Regions from separate parts of the Macaca mulatta genome. Here region 2 is linked to region 1. The links are chromatin contacts, called in public Hi-C maps. All regions are on one chromosome and are shown on one strand. Each heading gives the region's core, a stretch centred on a gene start, on an enhancer-like site or on the middle of the called end of the contact. The rest is flanking DNA. Distances are from core to core; before and after follow the strand shown.

The links. A called contact is a pair of places that touch in the nucleus more often than the background predicts.
Region 2: a contact with region 1 is called in a Hi-C map of fetal cortex germinal zone, with 5 times the contacts expected there. The contact joins two enhancer-like sites. A contact is called at or near these places in 2 of 14 Hi-C or Micro-C datasets (fetal cortex germinal zone and fetal cortical plate).

The regions. Positions count from the first base shown.
Region 1 is chr20:49,031,618-49,035,110 of T2T-MMU8v2.0, forward strand. No RefSeq gene overlaps it. Among named protein-coding and RNA genes, the nearest start is that of AKTIP, 45 kb to the left of the region's middle. Within about 2 kb of position 1,949, at least 2 of the 40 cell types and tissues checked have an H3K27ac peak or open chromatin away from gene starts, as enhancers often do. A contact at or near this core is called in fetal cortex germinal zone, where this site is marked.
Region 2 is chr20:50,854,110-50,857,602 of T2T-MMU8v2.0, forward strand. No RefSeq gene overlaps it. Among named protein-coding and RNA genes, the nearest start is that of IRX6, 48 kb to the left of the region's middle. Within about 2 kb of position 1,587, at least 15 of the 40 cell types and tissues checked have an H3K27ac peak or open chromatin away from gene starts, as enhancers often do. A contact at or near this core is called in fetal cortex germinal zone, where this site is marked.

The DNA of each region.
Region 1 (3,493 bases), core at 699-3,198:
GCCAGGGGTGATATTAATCATGACAAGTGGTGTGATTTGGGTGATGAAGATACATTAAAATAATCCTATCTTTCTTAATCTCCTGAGCCCTTGGTAATGCTCTATTGACTAAATACTTACCAGGTTAAAAACATGTCTTGCTTCCTGCTTTCCTGGAGGCACTCCAGTCTAAATCATCTACAAGGTAAAGAATTTATCAAAAACCATTCTGATAGCTTTGACTACCTCCAGCTGGGATACCCCGTAAAGCTCCCCGAACACCAAGGATCACCACTTACCATCACACTCTTTCTGGAACAGTGAATGCTCTGGGCTCCTGAAGTTAGATTTTGGTTTCAGATGTGATGTCAAATTCTAGGAGGCTGACCCTGGATGGCAACTTGATATATGTCTCAGAGGCCTTGAAGCTACACGCCCTCTTTGATCCAGAAGTTCCAGAGCTAAGAGCATATCTTAAGAAATGTCATCAGTACAAACCTTATCATTGTTAAAAGTCAGTAATCTTGTGTGGCATAAATAAATTATGGTATGCTCATATGAAAGAACACTCTGTAGCCATTCAAAATCATATAGAGGAATATGCAGTGACATGAAAGAAAGTTCCTCTCCTATGGGTTAATGAAAATTATAGTACCATGTAAAATTAACAGCGGTCATCTTTGGTTGATAGGATTATAACCGAGATCTTTAGAATTCCTTTTTGTCTTGTTTTCCAAGTTTTCTGCACAAAGCAAATATTATTTATTTATTTATTTTCAGTGACAGGGTCTTGCTCTGTTGCCCAGGCTGGAGTGCAGTGGTGCGATCGTAGCTCACTACAACCTTGAACTTCTGAGCTCAAGCAATCCTTCTGCCTCAGCCTCCCAAATAGCTGGGACTACAGGCGTGTGCCACTGCATCCAGCTATTTAAATTTTTTTTTTTTTTTTTTTTTTGGGGTAGAGACAGAGTCTCACTATGTTGCCTGGGCTGATCTCAAACTCCTGGGCTCAAGGGATCCCCCCATCCAAACCTCCCAAAGTGCTGGGATTACAGACATGAGCCAGCACCCAGGCTGTTATGCAGTGGTGTGATCTTGGCTCACTGCAGCCTCAACCTCCCAGGCTCAAGCGATCCGCCCACCCCCAGCCTCCCAAGTAGTTGGGACTACAGGTGTGCACCACGACACATGGCTACTTTTTGTATTTTTGTAGAGATGGGGCTCTCCCGATGTTGCCCAGGCTGGTTTTGAACTACTGGGTGCAAGCAATCTGCCCGTCTCAATCTCCCAAAGTGCTGGGATTACTGGCGTGAGCCACCGTACCTGACCCCAGCTGGTAACTTTTTAAGTAGGAAAAAGCTAATTCCACTTCTGAGGAGGAAAAAAATAATAGAACAAGATCTTACTGGCCTTTATGGGACTGACTTCCAGCTTCCACTTTGTCATGAAAAGATTCTATGTTCCTTGTGTTTCTAACTTGTCCCAAACACTGTATTCACGGTTGTCTCGGTTCTTCCTCTCCCACTATTCCTGTGGAAATGTTCCAGACATAAAGGACAAGTAGCAAAAATACCCTCTGATGAGTAAATAATAGGATGCATTCAGATCTGACTTAATTATTGCACTTAACATAGAACCAGACACATAGTAGGTGCTAATCAGCTGTTGAATGAACGAAAGAAAATGCAATGTTAGTATTTTAAGGGCTTTTATTTTTTCCATTGTTAAAATAGGGAAAATGTGTTTTTTAAAAAAACCATTTAACTCAATTCATAACAAACAGTGGTTTAAAATAGAAATTCCAAACCAATTTTGGCTAAAAAGATGCTAGTATATTCTGAACAGCTGCTGTTGTAGACACAGTCTGAAATAAATAACTTCCAGTGTGGTTCCAAGTCTGCGTTGAATAAACAGCACAGATACAGGAATGAGCTTTATTAGCGTTAATTGCAATGAGCTTGTGCAGCTCAAAGGCCGGATTCTTGCTCATGGCGAAATCTAGCAGTGACGATCCTTCCTCCGGCTGTAGATGGAGCCATAACATTACTAAATACGATCCTACCACGTGCGTTGGGGGTTTTGTGCTGTAAAAGCCAGATGTTTGGAACTTTTCTGGCTTTAGTTTCTGAGTGTGAACAACCAGAAAACTCAGACGTCTATTTTCTCTGACGCTGACTGGGCTTGGAGAAGCCAAGAGACTCGCTGGGGTGGCTTCGGCTTTCATTCTCCCAGCAATTATCACCTCCTCTCACCTTCTTCTCTGACAATTTCTCTGCTTGAGGGCATCCCGGGGCTGTCAGTCGTGCCTCAGCTGGTGAATGTGTTTAGAAAAATCAGACCTGAATCCAACTTTTCCTCACATTCTCTTGCCTTCTTTTCACAAGAGCCACTCACAAGCGAAGCACCTGGGGCTCCCCGGACTTCCTGGGCCAGAGAAGTTCAGGGTGGGTTTTCACACCCGCAAATGGGGGCCTCTGCGAGCTGGGCGGGCGCAAACTCCACTGTCTCCCCACATCTGTTCTTTCTCCCCCTTCCTGCTCCATCTCCCCTCTTTCTGCACCACCCCCACCTCCCTCACTTCTTTCTTCCCCATCTCCTCCCTCTTCTCTTCCCCACTCTCTCCACACACACAGCCCTGCAGCCAGAGTCTTGAGACAAAGGACATTTCCACATGTGACTCTGCATGACTCCCCACTGGCCTGCGGTGTCTCATCATGTCACTCCTTCCTCCGAAGTATTCCATGGCTTCCTCCCTGCCCTCATTCTGGGGAAGTCCAACCTCCTTGACTGAGGTTCTAGGGTATAGATCTCCCTTCTCCCTTCCCCAATCCCAGGCTGGGGAGATGAGGCCGACCCAGGCTATCTGGATGCTTCGTGCCTTGGGTCCCATTCCTCCTCCACCAGCTGAGATTTTACTCATCCCCTGAGACCAGGTCACATGCCCCTGCCTCCTTCAAGCAGCCCTCTTAGCTTGCCTCAGGTGGGAATTTCTTTCTCTCTTCTGTGGAAGGACTTTGTGACGGCACTTGATGGTATTCTAGATTCGCCTTGGATTCTGATTACTTGGGTGCGCATCTGGGTGATGAGATGACCATTTGAAGGTCATCTCATCTGCACTGCAGTCTTTCCTGTTAACTTGGTGCATTCTTGCGAGGCTCACTGTTGCAAGAGAAGTAAGTGAGGAATTTATACCAGAGACAAAGGCACTGGAGCTGCCAAAGTGACTCCATATAGCTTTAGGTGACTGTGAGCCTTGAAAGAGGATGTCGCGCCTGGTGCGGTGGCTCACGCCTGTAATCCCAGCACTTTGGGAGTCTGAGGCAGGCGGATCAGTTGAAGTCAGGAATTCAAGACCAGCCTGGCCAACGTGGTGAAACCCTGTCTCTACTAAAAATACAAAAATTAGCCAGGTATAGTGGCACACACCTGTAATCCCAGTTACTGGGGAAGCTGAGGCTGGAGAATTGCTTGAACCCGGGAGGCAGAGATTGTAGTGAGCTGCGATCGTGCCACT
Region 2 (3,493 bases), core at 337-2,836, 1.8 Mb after region 1:
CAAGGACTTGATCTTTCTTGGGGCTCTATTTTCCTCTGTAGGAGAAATGAGTACAAGAGGCCACAGCTTAATCGATGTTTACCAAAAATCTGACTTTTTGTTCCTAGCTGGGATTTTGCAACCACATTATAAATAACTTGAGTAACACGCGAGGAGGACGCACCAATTCTAGCCCATTGCTGAATAGTGTGCAAACACTATATGGAGTTTCTTTCATGTCTGCAAAAAAGGGGGGGCACGTTTCTCTCCTTTTCTCTAATTTTCTTTATATTTAAGTTTCTCACCTCTGGAGGAGTGCATGGAGCTAATTGTGCATTTCTCTTGTGTGAATAAAGGACGAAGTGTCTGCTTTCACTTCAAATTGCTTGGCCCTCAATCAACATCACCATAAATGTGACATATGAATATTAAATCCAAATATTTTATTGGTGCAGATAAATATGATTTGTAAAAAGAGTCAAATTAACAATCCATTACATACTAATGGGCTTTAATCAATAAGTTTAATTTGACTAAAAGGAGAGGGGCGGGGGGTGGGGGGAGAAAAGAGACTCAGTAACACCCAGATGGTGCCATTTAAAATTATAAAGGTGACTGACTTCTCCAACTTCTCCGCTGTATTCTGACTTGGGAGCTTATGGACCCAACACCGGAGTTATGTTGAAAGTGGGCGTCTGTCTGTGGTTTACACTCACTCATATTTCTAATTATTTTTGTTTAAAATGAACCACTGTAAATACAAAAAGTACTGAGAATAATACAAACGAACAAAATCCCACAAAACAGAAAGAAAAACATGTCTTTTAAAAGCCATATTTGCTCCAGATTACTTTAGTAAAAATGAATGCACATAAATCCAAAGTTTCTTTTGTCCCGTCTCTATCTTAACCTTCTCTTTCCCTTCCTCCTTCTCCAGCGGCTGGACTGAATGTTGTATGTTTCCTTCTTGCTTCATTTTTGTACTTTTCCTACATCTAGAGGAATCCAGAAGCCATGGGGAGTATCACTTGGTGTGTTTGTGAAATTCTACAACTTATTTTTTCCAACTGTCAACCTAGTTCATTCCTTTTAACTGTGATGTAGTATTCCACTATGTGATTCTGTCACTTCCTTTATTCTTTTTTTCTCTCTCTCTCTCTCATTCTCTTACTGATGGATAGTTAGGTTGAATCACCTTACTGTAGTTACTCTGACCTTAGTTAGGAGAAAGGTGCCCAGGTCCCTGATTACTGAAGTTGGTTTTAGGTCCTTGGACAGATCGCAGCCTCACCTACGGGAAGATCTACATCCTCTCCTCCAGGGCTCTACCAAGGGAGAACCAAGGGAGAAAAGCATGCCTTTCGGGCTGCTGTTTTGCATTTTATACGGATAGCCGGCTCATGGCAATGTGACTGAAGCTGGCGGGGGCCTTTGAGCATCAAATATGTCCTCTTTCCCCCTACCTACTTCGGCTCCGGTTTCTCTCCCGAAGCCTAAATAAAGAAGGTAACAGACAACGCCTCTATTGGCAGAGGCTTCTGCCTTTTCCGACGGGCTGGCTGCAGCGCGTCCCTAATCCTTATGTCAGCCTGCACTCTAGCGTTGCCGGCCTGGTCCAGCATCTGACAGCCGCGAATCCGAAGCTGCCGGCAGCTCATTTCTAAGCAGCAGCTCACAGCGCCCCGTCGCCCTCCCGCAGAAGGGGAACAAAGCCCGGCGGACTATCTCACTATCTTCTGGGTGGCAAGGAAATCTCAATTATACACCCAAGGGATGTGGTTTGTGAAAAACTAGAAAGAATGTTTAAATTGTATACGTAAATTGTTTTGTTTTACAAGCTGGGGTAAATCAGCACATTTGCAGCCCATATTTATCTGATCCACTCCATAAGACTCTTTTTGAATGTCTGCCCTTGATGTGGGGTAGATGCCTATGCAAAACATAACCGACTCCTAAATTCAATTAGGGCATTAGGGGGGAAAATGGAAATTTTGCTTTGGGCTTAGTCATGACTGCTGAGAACTTCTCAGTATAGTTTCTCGGCTGTAACCGAAGATTGAAATCGAAGGATACAATTTCCAACGGATGCTGAGTAGTCAGACTGTTGGTTCGAGCTAGCCCTTTTAAGAAAAAGATGGTAAATGAAAGGCCTTCCTTTAATCTGATTTCTAGCTTATTAAAAAAAATTCTTTGCATCACTCCCAACATAGGATAGTCAACATTTATTGAGCTGGATATAGTATAATTAATGTTCTCTATCCCGATAAGAATACATGATAGAAGATGGGAATGTATCATTCCATGGGACAAACTGTAAATTGCAAAAAAATACCCCAAAGAAAACAATATTTGAAAAGAGAGTATTTTACTTTAGCAGCAGAGCACACCCCAGGGATGTGGTTGATGAAGAAGTAGGAGTGTTTAAATTGTATATACAAACTGTTGTGTTTCACAAGCTGGGATAAATCACAGATAGAGGTCATGGTGATCAGAAAAGTTTGAGGTGGTGTGGAACCTAAGCAGGAATAATCTTCTGGCTTTGACCACGGGCTGCTGAACCCTAATCGCTGATAACAGCCGTCGAGCAGCAGAGAAACTCCACTTCATATCGATGTGGCATTTACTCTTTCAGAAAGCCCCCCACTCTGGCCGGCACTTATGGCAAGATAATTAATAGTCCCCTGAGTTATAGATTCCGAGCTAAAGGTAACAGTACATAATGGAAGTCAAGGTCACCCATAATACAGTAGCTTCTATAACAAAGGGGATTATTACTGCAATTACCGTCCTGTTGGAAAGATTTTATAAGTTTTCATCATTTTAATTCTTAAATCTTCCTCTTGCCAGTGAAGTTTAAACTCTCCGATTTATGAGGGGGAATAAAAGCCTCTCTCATCCCACCACAAAAGCCTTCTCTTTCGGAGCAACCTAGGTGGTTTCTAGTGAGGTCGATGAGAGAAAGACAGCCCCGTTTACCCACGAGGCCTTCATGAAATCTCCCCAGGCAGGGCATGTCTGCTTTGTGTTGTCCTGTCCTGTGCCATGTCAGAATACTAAAATACACTCATACCCCTTATGAAACATAATATTTTCAGCTTAAAATGAGAATATTTGCTAGTTTTATTGATAACATTATTATTTATTTGCAGTTGATAGTATTTTTCTTCTCTTGGAGCCAATGATTTTCTCCCCCCTCATCCTCAACTGGTCTCAAATATGCTCAGAGGGCCTTGAAAAGTTTGTCTCTGGCCTTTTGCCTGTTGTGTCCAATGAAGACAACAGCTCTGTTTGCCAAGGCCTAAACCCAGGCCGAATGTCGGAGCACGTCTTCCACCCAAACTGTTTAGTGGCTAAATTTGCTCCTGGCTGGAAAAACTCCAGTTCCCGTCATACACACACACACACACACACACACACACACACACACACACACAAGCTGTTTTAAAAGCACTTCTAAAGAAAGAGCTTAGGTCAGAAAATTGTAATTAATTTAATAAGACATCCTGCCCAGAGT